2 separate regions of the Mus musculus genome follow, and region 2 is linked to region 1. A link is a contact called in public HiChIP or PLAC-seq data. All regions are on one chromosome and are shown on one strand. The core of a region is the stretch at or near the end of the contact, and the rest is flanking DNA. Distances in the headings are between cores, read along the strand shown. Region 1 overlaps LOC115488208 (a long non-coding RNA gene). Region 2 has its middle 43 kb from the start of Thoc3.

Region 1 (5,104 bases), core at 1,971-4,470:
GCCAGTTCTCATTTGCATATCTCTGCTGAAAGGAATAAGAGCTTCCTACCCCCACCTCCAATATCCTGCTCTCTGTGTAATGAGAGGATCTGGTGTCCCCAGGGAATGAGGTTTAAGGAAAAAGACTCTGCCCCTCCCCCTGACCAATCACCACCTTGGCCTCCAGAAGTTGTTCTTATGAACTAAGTGTGGTAAGGATGGAGGTGATGGATCAAGAGAGGGGCTATGAAGCCATTTGTGCTTCACAAACACACACACACACACACACACACACACACACACACACACAGACCAACAGACAGACAGACAGACAGACAGACAGAGGGTATAAATATGTAAATTAGGGTCATTTATCCTGGAAAATAGAAATTTCTAGAAAGTGTATCACAGGACAGCAAAGAAGGCTCTACCTGAATTAAATAATGGACTCCCTGGTAAGGCAAATAGGAGCCTAAAATAATAATGGTTTTCTAAACTGGATCTAGTCGCACACACCCTTAATCCAACACTCAGGAGGCTAAGGCAGGCAGATCTCTGAATTCAAGGCTATCTTGGCCTACATAGCAAATTCAACATGGGGACATAGAAATGGATCTGTCACTGGTCCTGATGCTGGGGAACTAGCAGGATATCGATCATAACCCACGTGAGAACTGCAGAGATAAATGAAGGTATGTGATAGGGCCATGGGAGCTTGCAAGGGAGCATATGGACCCCCAGGGGAGAAGTACTCAGGAAAGGAGAGGCGAAAGCAGAGGGTGGCGAACAGCCTGGTGTGTGGAAGGCCTACCTACTGCCCCCTGCTGTTTAAGACGTGAATAGCCACAAAGCTGAAACACCCCCCCCCCCCACCCCGTCCCGTCCCGTCCCGTCCCAAGCTAAGATCAAACCATAGATGGAGTTATTTAATCCTTGTTTTTTAGATTATTTTTCAGAAAAAAATCTTGAAATATGACTATGTTAGTCAGCTTCTATCGCTGTCACAAAACACCAAAGATCAGCTCAAAAAGGAAGAAAAAGCTGCAGGGGTGGCTCAGGGATTAAGAGCATATTGCTGCTCTTGTAGAGGACCCAGGTTCAATTCCCAGCACCCACATGGAGGCTCACAACTGCCTGTTACTCCAGTTCTGGGTCGGAGGGATGTGTACAATGCCCTTTTCTGACCTCCGTGTGTACTGCACATATGTGCACACCAAACACGCATACATATAAGCTAAGACGAATTTGTTTTGTAAAATAGGAAAGATTTATTTTAAATCAAGGTTTCCGAAGTTTCGTTCCGTGGGTGATTGGCTCTGTGGCTGTTAGACTTGATGCAGGAGTAACGCCATGGCAGAGTAGACAGAGGAAGAACTGCTTGCCACCGGTCAGCCAGAAAGCAGGGACAGAGGAAATGGACAGACTCTTACAGGATATACCTCGGGAGACTTGTCCTCCAGCTCTAAACCATCAGTGACTTACTCCGCTGGTATAGACAGAGTTCTCATGAGCCTGTTCCCTCTCAAAACCCGGTCTTTAAGCCACGCCTCCTTGGGAACCACGCCTTCCACACAGGAAGCTAGTTCAACTGCTCTCCTGCATTCGCAAAGCGTTCCATGGAGTTCCACACCGGACTGTACCGATACAACCCACTCAAACCAGGAAGGGACGCTACCACAGACAGCCCCATTTCTCCACTTCACAGCCCCTACCTGCCCCACGAAAGGAACCACCGCCTCAACGGCTAACCTCCTAGGAGCACTTGATTTGGTTTCGAATTTCATATCAGTGAAGTCACGCCAAAATTGAACTCAAGCCTCTGACTTCATTCGCTCACTATTAGAGCTAAGATTCTTTCTCATTGCTAGATTATATTCCTCTGCCCTCTTTCATGAAGGGTTCAAGCCCCTGGCGGGACGAGGGCAAGATCCACATTTCGTCTCAGGTGGAGTGGCCTGGGTCTATGGCCAATTCACTCAGCATCACTTAGGCTGTTGGTACATTGCACCCACTTCCTCCGTGAATTCTTGCTCTGCCTTAAGGGTTCAGAATTGTTATCAGCATCTCACAGGTAGGGGTGATTTGCCAATACAGTTGGAGATGGGAATGGAGTCTATGTGTGGGGGCCTTGTGTCCATTTTTATGCCAATCTCAGATGAAAACAGGCAGGCCCAGGAAGAATTAGAAGAGAGAAAGAAGAACAAAGAATGATTCCAAAAACATCATCACCCCTATTTTGCTGGACAGTAATTTTACCTATTTGCTCTCCCTTCTTGGCTCCCCTCACACCGAAAATCCTGGCAGAGATGAGCAGCCCACCCTGGTGTCATGTTGGGTGCCTATCCATTTAGATCAAGTGGATCAAGTCCCGTCTAGGCTACAGTTGTACAACTGAACCTTGGCTTATCCCTTTAGCTCCCTGGGCTCCGGGTTCTTTATCTGCTTTGGTAGTCTTCCTCTGAGCTGTGGTGAGAAGGCTGGTGGGGGATGAGGGGGAGATGGACTTAACACACAAACAAGCAAACAAAAGAAGGTCCAAGCCAGGCAGTGGTGGCCCACGCCTTTAACCCCAGCACTTGGGAGGCAGAGGCAGGCGGATTTCTGAGTTCCAGGCCAGCCTGGTCTACAGAGTGAGTTCCAGGACAGCCAGGGCTACACAGAGAAACACTGTCTCAAAAAAGAAACAAACAAACAAAACGAAAGAAGTGTCCAGCAGTACCCCCTGGGGATTCTTGGCACACAGTCGCTCATGTTCCTCCACAAGTTCTAGGACCGGTGCCCCTCATCCTGCCCAATCCAGTGCTGGGGCTCCCTCATCTCTAAGTAGTGACATTAGAATGCCTTTGCCTTTACAGCCGACAGCCAGCCCCTAGCGGGTTTCCTCTCTGCCAGAGAGCAGGTGTCCCGGGGGTTGGGTTTGCATTCCTCCCTAGGGACCTCCCTGTGTCTGGTCTCCCAGCAGCTGCTGTACTTCAGCTCAGAGCAAGCAATTAGCCCTAGAAGGAAGGGCCTTTTCTCTTCTCAAGGGTTCTCGTCTCACAGCTCGGATGCCTTTATTTTTGGAGCCCTACTCGGTGAAATGCTTCATCAACTCCACCTCCAAGCACATCCAATCCCCGCCCCACCCATCCACCCGTCCTCCCATTCACTAATTTGCCTAGCCATTCTGTGAGCATCTCCAGGTGCCGGGCTAGACACTGAAAGACCCACAGAGTCCCTGCCATTGAGTCTCTCACAGTGGGAGAGACAGACAATAAACAAGCAGATGGACAGAATAAATAGGATTACTTTGGACGGTACTCAGGACCATAGAGGATAAAGACAAAAGCTGCGGTAGACAGGGATTGTCGGTCAGCCATCTGGTTCCAGAGCAGAGGGGGAGAATTTGCAGACCAGCAGCCTGTGAAGGTGGGTCCTTTCCCGAGTTAGAATCCAAACGCAGTTACTGAAAGATAGGGTCACACACACCACAGACTCTCTGGGAAAGGCCCAGGATGCAGCGGTGCCAAGAGATCAGGCTGCTCTGGGCTGGGGCCCTTTCCCACCTTTGGTGGTTGCGTCATCCTTTTACCTGTCTTGCATCTCATGCCCCCAGCGGCAGGAATAGGAACTGCAAGAACTCTTGTTACACTGACTTCTCCACACCCATCCTTTAGGATTATTCTTCCCGGTTCTACAAGATTCTAGGCAAACTGGATCTTTTCCAGATGGTACTCCCACAAAATAGGATGAAGAACTTTCCAAGAACCAAGGCCAGACGAGCCGTACAAGTCCAATGGGCTCTGAGCTACCCCCTCAGCCGCACTCTAGGTCTCTCCTCAGACCTCCACCTCCCCTGTCTATATTCCTCGCTGGCTTGGTCTCTGTCTGTGTTGATTGCTTTTCCCTACTCTGTCCTCTGTCAGACTCATATCCTGACTTTATGCCTTATCTGGAATTCATTTCCTTCAAATAAACCGTTTTTTAAAAATATACCTTCAGCCCCGCCTGGGTGCCAGACATGGGGTTAGGAGCTTGGGTCTAATCAGAGCCAAGCAAGGCGTAGACTTCCTCAGGGGCAGATGAGTCATACTAGGTGAACCAAAGGGACCAATGTGACCAGCGTGACAAAGGGGACCCAGGAGGAGGACTGGGGAGTCTCCAGGAAGGAGACTGGACTCAGGGGATGCTTGCTGGAGAAGGTCAGATCTTGAAATATGGTCAAGCAATAAAATACAGGCTGGCTGTGGAGAGTAGGGCCCCCTCTGGGACACCAGTTGCTCGGTCCTCAACTCATTTGGCTAGAATGTAGCGAACCTCAATGTTGTTACCTCCCCTCCCTGTCTATAGTTCTCTGCTTCTGACTCACTCCCTTATAAACTCGGCTCGCTTCCACCCACAGAAGTTCTTTCAAAGACCAGGGCTTCCTTCCGAGCTGTCTTTGGTTCCCTTTGACCCATCCTTTCCTCTCAAACCTAAGTCTTTGTCTGACATCCTTTCTGCTTCCTCTCAGTATTCACCATCAGGGGCTGTAAGGAATAGGATTTAAAGACCCCCCAGTCTAGATCTGCTGACTGGACTGTCTAAGCCTGTGTCTCAGCACCTATAAACAGCCTCCTGGGGCTGTTGTGAAATCAAATAAGACAAAGGATGTGGAAATGTGTCCTGCTGTTGCTGAGGATCTTTGCTGTTAATGAGAGCTCCTTTGACTGCAAATGACAGACAGAGCACAACTACAAAAGGCTTAAAGGGAAGGCAGTCTGCCATTGCTGGGAACACACGGGTCTGCCCTCCTGTCTCCATCTGGTCTCTACTTGTGCTCCTCACTCTTTGGCCAGCTGTCTAAACCCCCTTTGTACCAGCCAGGAACCTGAGTGGAAATGGGCAGCCTGCTTCCCACAGGGCCAGTGGTATTCTGGATTGAACGCCAGCAGACTAAGCCCTAACCCCATTCCCACAGCCAGGTCCTGGTCACACTCTGTCCCCCAAGGCTGGTGATAATGTGATCTTCCAACCCAGGCCAAATAAGACCAGGTAGAAGAAGAGAAGGAAGGGAAAGTCACAGGAAGTAGAGCCAAGGGACCCTGAGGAGAGAATTGGGTTCCCTCCTTCGCAATCAGGGGTCTGCTTGGGTATCATCACCTCA
Region 2 (5,481 bases), core at 1,375-3,874, 100 kb after region 1:
ACTTTACTTCTGATAGACTGTCTTGAATTTCGTTAGAAAGTTCAAGGCCAGACTTACCTTGTAAAGCTATACTTACGGGTACCCTGTTCCCCAGCTGAAGAGTTCTGAATTCACGCAGTTGAATCCTTCTCAACAGTCTGTGTTGCGGGAACACTTCATTACCACCGTTCCCCAGCTGAAGAGTTCTGAATTCACGCAGTTGAATCCTTCTCAACAGTCTGTTTTACGGGAACACTTCATTACCACCGTTCCCCAGCTGAAGAGTTCTGAATTCACGCAGTTGAATCCTTCTCAACAGTCTGTTTTACGGGAACACTTCATTACCGTGACCCGCAGTTCTGGTTCCGGAATGAGGAATCTTCCTTGCGCCGGTGATGGTTAACTCCCGTCCCGAGTTTTCTTGTCCCAGGATTTCTCGTCCCAGGTCTTCTCGTCCCGGGTTTTCAGCACCAACTCTTACACGCGTTCTCGCAACCGGCCAGGAAAGACGCAACAAACCAGAATCTTCTGCGGCAAAACTTTATTGCTTACATCTTCAGGAGCAAGAGTGCAAAACTCAAACCCAAAAAACGAAAGCGAAAACCCCGTCCCTATTTAGGAGAGTTATCCTTCGTCTAGGACGTATCACTCCCTGATTGGCTGCAGCCCATGGCCGAGTTGTTGCCACGAGAAAGGCAGAGTACATGGGGTGGAGAAATACCCTTGGCACATGCGCAGATTATTTGTTTACCACTTAGAACACAGCTGTCAGCGCCATCTTGTGACGGCGAATGTGGGGGCGGCTTCCCACATCCCCCACCTCTGAAATGTCCCATCTCTCAGTACTACTGCACTGGGGGTAGAAGGGAGTGAGTTACAGAGCACAAGCTCTGGAAGGTGCGTTCAAGTATTGTTGACACTCCTTCTGTCGATGAGGACCAATCCTTATAACCTATTGCCTCCCAAAGGCCCCGCCCCCTTCGCACCGTCACCTTGGAGACTAGACTTCAGCCCATAGCTCCGAGAGGGTGGAGATGCTGTACACCTCAGCCTGAGCAGACCCGAGGCTGGAGCATTTCCAGGTTGTTCAAGACACAACAAAGGGGACTGGAGAGGTGGCTCAGTGGTTACGAGTGATGGTTGCTCTTCCAGAGGACCCTGGTTTGATTCCCAACACCCACACGGTAGCTCACAGCTGTCTGTATCCAGCTCTTCAAGATCCAATGCCGCCTCCTGTTGTCCTGAACAGGCAATGCACACAAATGGTGTGCAGATATACACACAGGCAAAATACCCACATGTGTGAAATAAAAATACATCTTTAAAAAAAAATTTTTTTAAAGAAATAGCAGAGAGCAGGCAGCCAACGGACTGAGGGATGGGAGACAGGGAAGGGGTGTGGCTGGAAGAGCCGATGAAGCAGAGGCTTGCAGAATTTATATCATTCACTTGGGCGCATCTGGCTTATCGTTCTCTTTGCTTCTATTATTTACACTTCCTTACCCAACCATTTCCTGTCTCTGGCTAGAGAAAACCCACCTCACTGGTGTAGTATTCAAAGCCTTTTGAATGGCTTCGCTCAGGCGGACCCTAGGCAGATTTCTGCTGCCTAGGCTCTCTGGGGAGTGCTGGGAAGTGAGCAGTGTGCAAAGCCCCCCATCCTACGCATCTATTATCTCATCCAGATAAACATGAACCACCTCAGTGTGGAAAAACAAGTGTGGAGACAGCAGAGATGCCTCAGCGCTTAAGAGCGCGTTTGATTCCCAACACCCACACGGCAGCTCACAAGACTGTAACTCCAGTTTCAGGGGATCCAACCATGCCACCCAGCCTCCTTGAGCACCAAGTATGCCTACAGTGCACAAACATGCACATGGGCAAAACACTCATGCACGTAAAATAAAAATAAATTAATTAAAAATTAAAATAAATAAAAAAAACCATGGTCACCCCTCACATCCCTGGTTTCCCCCCATTCAGAAACTGTATTGAACATGTAGAGATTCAGTCACGTTTGGTTTTGTTCTCTGAACTGCTTGGTATGTCAAACTTTTACACAGCAGTTAGCCTGGGTTAGACACTGTAAGTGATCTGGAGATGATTGCAAGCATGGAGAGCCCGGGAGGACTGTAGCTCGGGAGGAGAGCCTTTGCCTTGGACTTGATCCCTAGCATCACAGAATAAAGTATGGAAGGACCCTAGCCATCATCCCTAGGTACTGGCAGGGAGTCCAGAAAACAACCCGATGTTACCATCATTATTGCCATGTGATAATATCTGGGGTCACAACAGTGCTTGATAGTAGCCCCAATCACTCTGCAGTAGAAGTGAGTTCATGAAAACCCTGGTGAGTTTGAAAGCTGAATCCCAAGAAAGATCCCAGAGACGGGACAGTGAGCCACCTTAGCAGACAGTTCGGGAGACCCGTTGCAAGAAAGAAGAAGGAAGTACAGCTCACTTTACCATATAAGCCCCATCCACACTCAGGACCTGACACTGAGGCCTTTGTAAGGCTTGCCTGCCAGGGTAGTACCTTCTGGCTTCTTGACTCTCCTACCCCAGCCTGCTCCCAGGTGGGCCTCTAAGCAGAGCCAGAGAGGGCACTTAGCAAACAGGCAGCAGCCTGCTTGGCTGCACACTAAGTAAACAGGACTCTGCCCTGCACCTGCAGCCCACAGCTGCACAGGGATAAATATTTGCCTACAGATCTGTCTTGCCTAATGAGTGTTTGAGTAGCTGCCAGGCAGGCCTGGCTCAAGAGAGCTGGCAGGAAGGGGCCAGTCCTGGGGGACCCAGTGCCTCACCGTCTAGGCCCCTCCAGCCCCCCAGTTCAAGATCCAAACCCAGGAGAACCATAACCAGATCCATGGGTCGGGTACCCCCCATGGCTTTGTAAATTCTTCAGCGGGGCTCAGGAAGCCTCATGCCAGCCCATGTACAAAGAATGACTCTGAGAAAGACAGAGTGGTGACCCCAGTGGCCTCCAGCCTTCTGTCTCCTCCTTTTCCTCCTCCTCTTCCTCCTCCTCTTCTTCCTCCTCTTCCTCCTCCTCCCTTCCTCTCTCCCTCCCTCCCCTCCTCCTCCTCCTCCTCCTCTTCCTCCTCCTCCCTCCCTCCCTCCCTCCCCTCCTCCTCCTTCTCCTCCTCCTAAAGGCAATAAGTACACACTAGGAATAAATTAATTCCATACCAGTTGGTTACAGATAACTGGCACGTCTCCTTGAGCCTTTAAATTTTTTTCACTTCATGATTATTAATACTAGTTTTCAAGTGAAATGTGTAAGATAAAAAAAATTTTAAATTAAATTGTAAAGTTTTTTATTTTAATTTTTAATGGGGGGTGGTACATGAGTGAGTACTGGCACGTGCAGAGACCAGAAGAGGGCATCAGATCCCCTGGAACTGACTTTACAGGCGGTGGAACTCGCCTACCAGAGCAGCCCTTGCTCTTAGCCAGTGAGCCATCTCTCCATCCTGGAAGAAAATTAATTAGTCAGAAATTAAAGTCCCCTGGCTCCCTAGTCCTACTTCCCAACTTCATCTTAACTTTGGGAAGATATTATTTTCGTCTCCACATTAATAGCGTCGTACACCCTCAACACCTTCCCGTCCCTATACATCCAGAGTGGCCTCATTCTTTTTAGCAACTGGAATTGATTCTTGGTCTGGATGTCTTGGGATTGATAAAAACAGTTCCCTTTCGCTGGGTGATTGTGACCAGTATTTTTGCTATTACAAATACGTTCCTACCCTTCTGCATCTACTTAACATCTTTGCAGAGTCATCAACATTTATTTATAGTGTAAGTTCTAAGCAGGAAGGCTTACATGTCTTCTCCACTTGAATGGTCACTACCAAGTTATTTTCTGAAAGGCAAGGCCACATTACTCTTCCATTTCCAGCAGCCCGTGAACGTTTCCCCACTCCCAGATAACCTTTACCGCACCCACTGGTGACAGCATCTGTTTTCCTGGTAGTCTTAGTGACATTAAATATCTGTTAGTGCGTTGTCTGTACATCCTATTTCTGAGAGCTTGTTCATCACACATGGCACAGTTGTTTTGTTTTGTTTTGTTTTGTTTGTAGAAATATTTCTTTCCATTTCAGCAATGCTTCAGTAGCAACTCAGTTTTCGGTGACTGTTGTGGTCAGGACTCCAAGGGCATCTGGACTCTGTCAGGGTTAAAGGCAGCATAGAGCTACTGTGTGGCTGTTCCTGAGGGAGTCACGGCCTTGAATCTCACAAGACTGGAAGCATTTGATCACAAGCTAACCTCCTTGGTATCATGAGAAAACAATGCCAAACAAAAGTCCGGGACTCCTATCCTTTGATGAGAAAGTGTCAGTGGTGTGTATGAGTCAGGTTCAAGTGTTGAAAATGTCAATCAAAACAACAACAAAACAAAAGCACAAAAGGAAACTTGCTGATTCTGGCTTTGGGCATGGCTGGATCCAGGTACTCAGACACTGACTCCATCCCACTGCCTGCCAGCATCTTCCGCTCTGCTTCCCACGCCTGGCTCCATTTCTAATCTAGATGAGCTGGAAGAGTCCCCTGAAAATAATGAGCCACGTTGATTCAACAGCCCAGGAGATACAGCAAAGATGCTGGGACCCACTGGAGTGTGATCATTCTGGGTCACATGACCATCACAAATATAATCACTGCGAGCTGGGTGACAAATTGTACAAAATAGGCAGGTGTGGGGCTGAGAGGTGAAGACAAGTCTTGCATGAAACACGTGTGTCTAGAAGGGTGATGGGAATATTCAACAATAGAAAGGGCTCCAGCTATAGATATCAGAGTTGGAGTCTAGCTTTGCTGCCATTCAGTAGCCCCAGGCAAATTGCCTCTCTTGGGACCCGAAGTCCTCCCTTCTATAAAGTCCAACTTAAAGTCAGTAGCTGATTCTGGAACCTTCTAGAAGCAAAAGAATGCTTTAGATTTCGATAAATGATAAAAGGAACCCAATACAGGACAAACAGAAAGCTCTGTTCTGTTAAAATGTTTATCTTATATGCTTAACCTAGTATTAGCCAGGAATAACTAGAGAGGGCTATAATACAAACATCAACAACTCAGCATCTTAACAAAGACTGGCTTCTTGCTCCTCACTAGTCAGTACAACCTCAGAGAACTGTTCTTGGGAGTTCCCCCCCCCCCCAGCCCCCAACCAGATACCCTGAGTTCCACCCTCAACATCATTTCTCATTCGACCACAATAAAGACCTATCTCCTGGGGAAGGAAAGAAAGAACATCCACTCTTGCCCACACCCCATCTGGACCTCATCATCTGTCACATGCCTCAATTCACATGCCAGGGACCTTGGTAAATATAACCACCTGATGAAGAAAAACCACCCTAGTTTTGGTACCTCTGCCATAAGGTTGGTGTCTTAGTTTGGGTTTTATTGCTGTGAAGAGACACCATGACTGAAGAAAACAGTTCATTGTGGCTAGCTTACAATTTCAGAGGTTCAATCCATTATTATCATCAT

The links. HiChIP or PLAC-seq counts read pairs in DNA pulled down with a chosen protein or histone mark.
Region 2: a contact with region 1 is called in an H3K4me3 HiChIP or PLAC-seq map of the 230-238 cell line, with 18 read pairs. The contact joins two enhancer-like sites. A contact is called at or near these places in 3 of 484 Hi-C or Micro-C datasets (bone marrow-derived macrophages, dorsal root ganglion neurons and large pre-B cells) and 1 of 115 datasets of contacts at active chromatin or transcription factors (the 230-238 cell line).

The regions. Positions count from the first base shown.
Region 1 is chr13:54,319,646-54,324,749 of GRCm38.p6, forward strand. The region is part of intron 2 of LOC115488208 (a long non-coding RNA gene); the gene reads right to left. It also overlaps a transcript of Cplx2 not described here. Among named protein-coding and RNA genes, the nearest start is that of Gm52068, 12 kb to the right of the region's middle. Within about 2 kb of position 3,221, at least 76 of the 459 cell types and tissues checked have an H3K27ac peak or open chromatin away from gene starts, as enhancers often do. A contact at or near this core is called in the 230-238 cell line, where this site is marked.
Region 2 is chr13:54,422,802-54,428,282 of GRCm38.p6, forward strand. No RefSeq gene overlaps it. Among named protein-coding and RNA genes, the nearest start is that of Thoc3, 43 kb to the right of the region's middle. Within about 2 kb of position 2,625, at least 83 of the 459 cell types and tissues checked have an H3K27ac peak or open chromatin away from gene starts, as enhancers often do. A contact at or near this core is called in the 230-238 cell line, where this site is marked.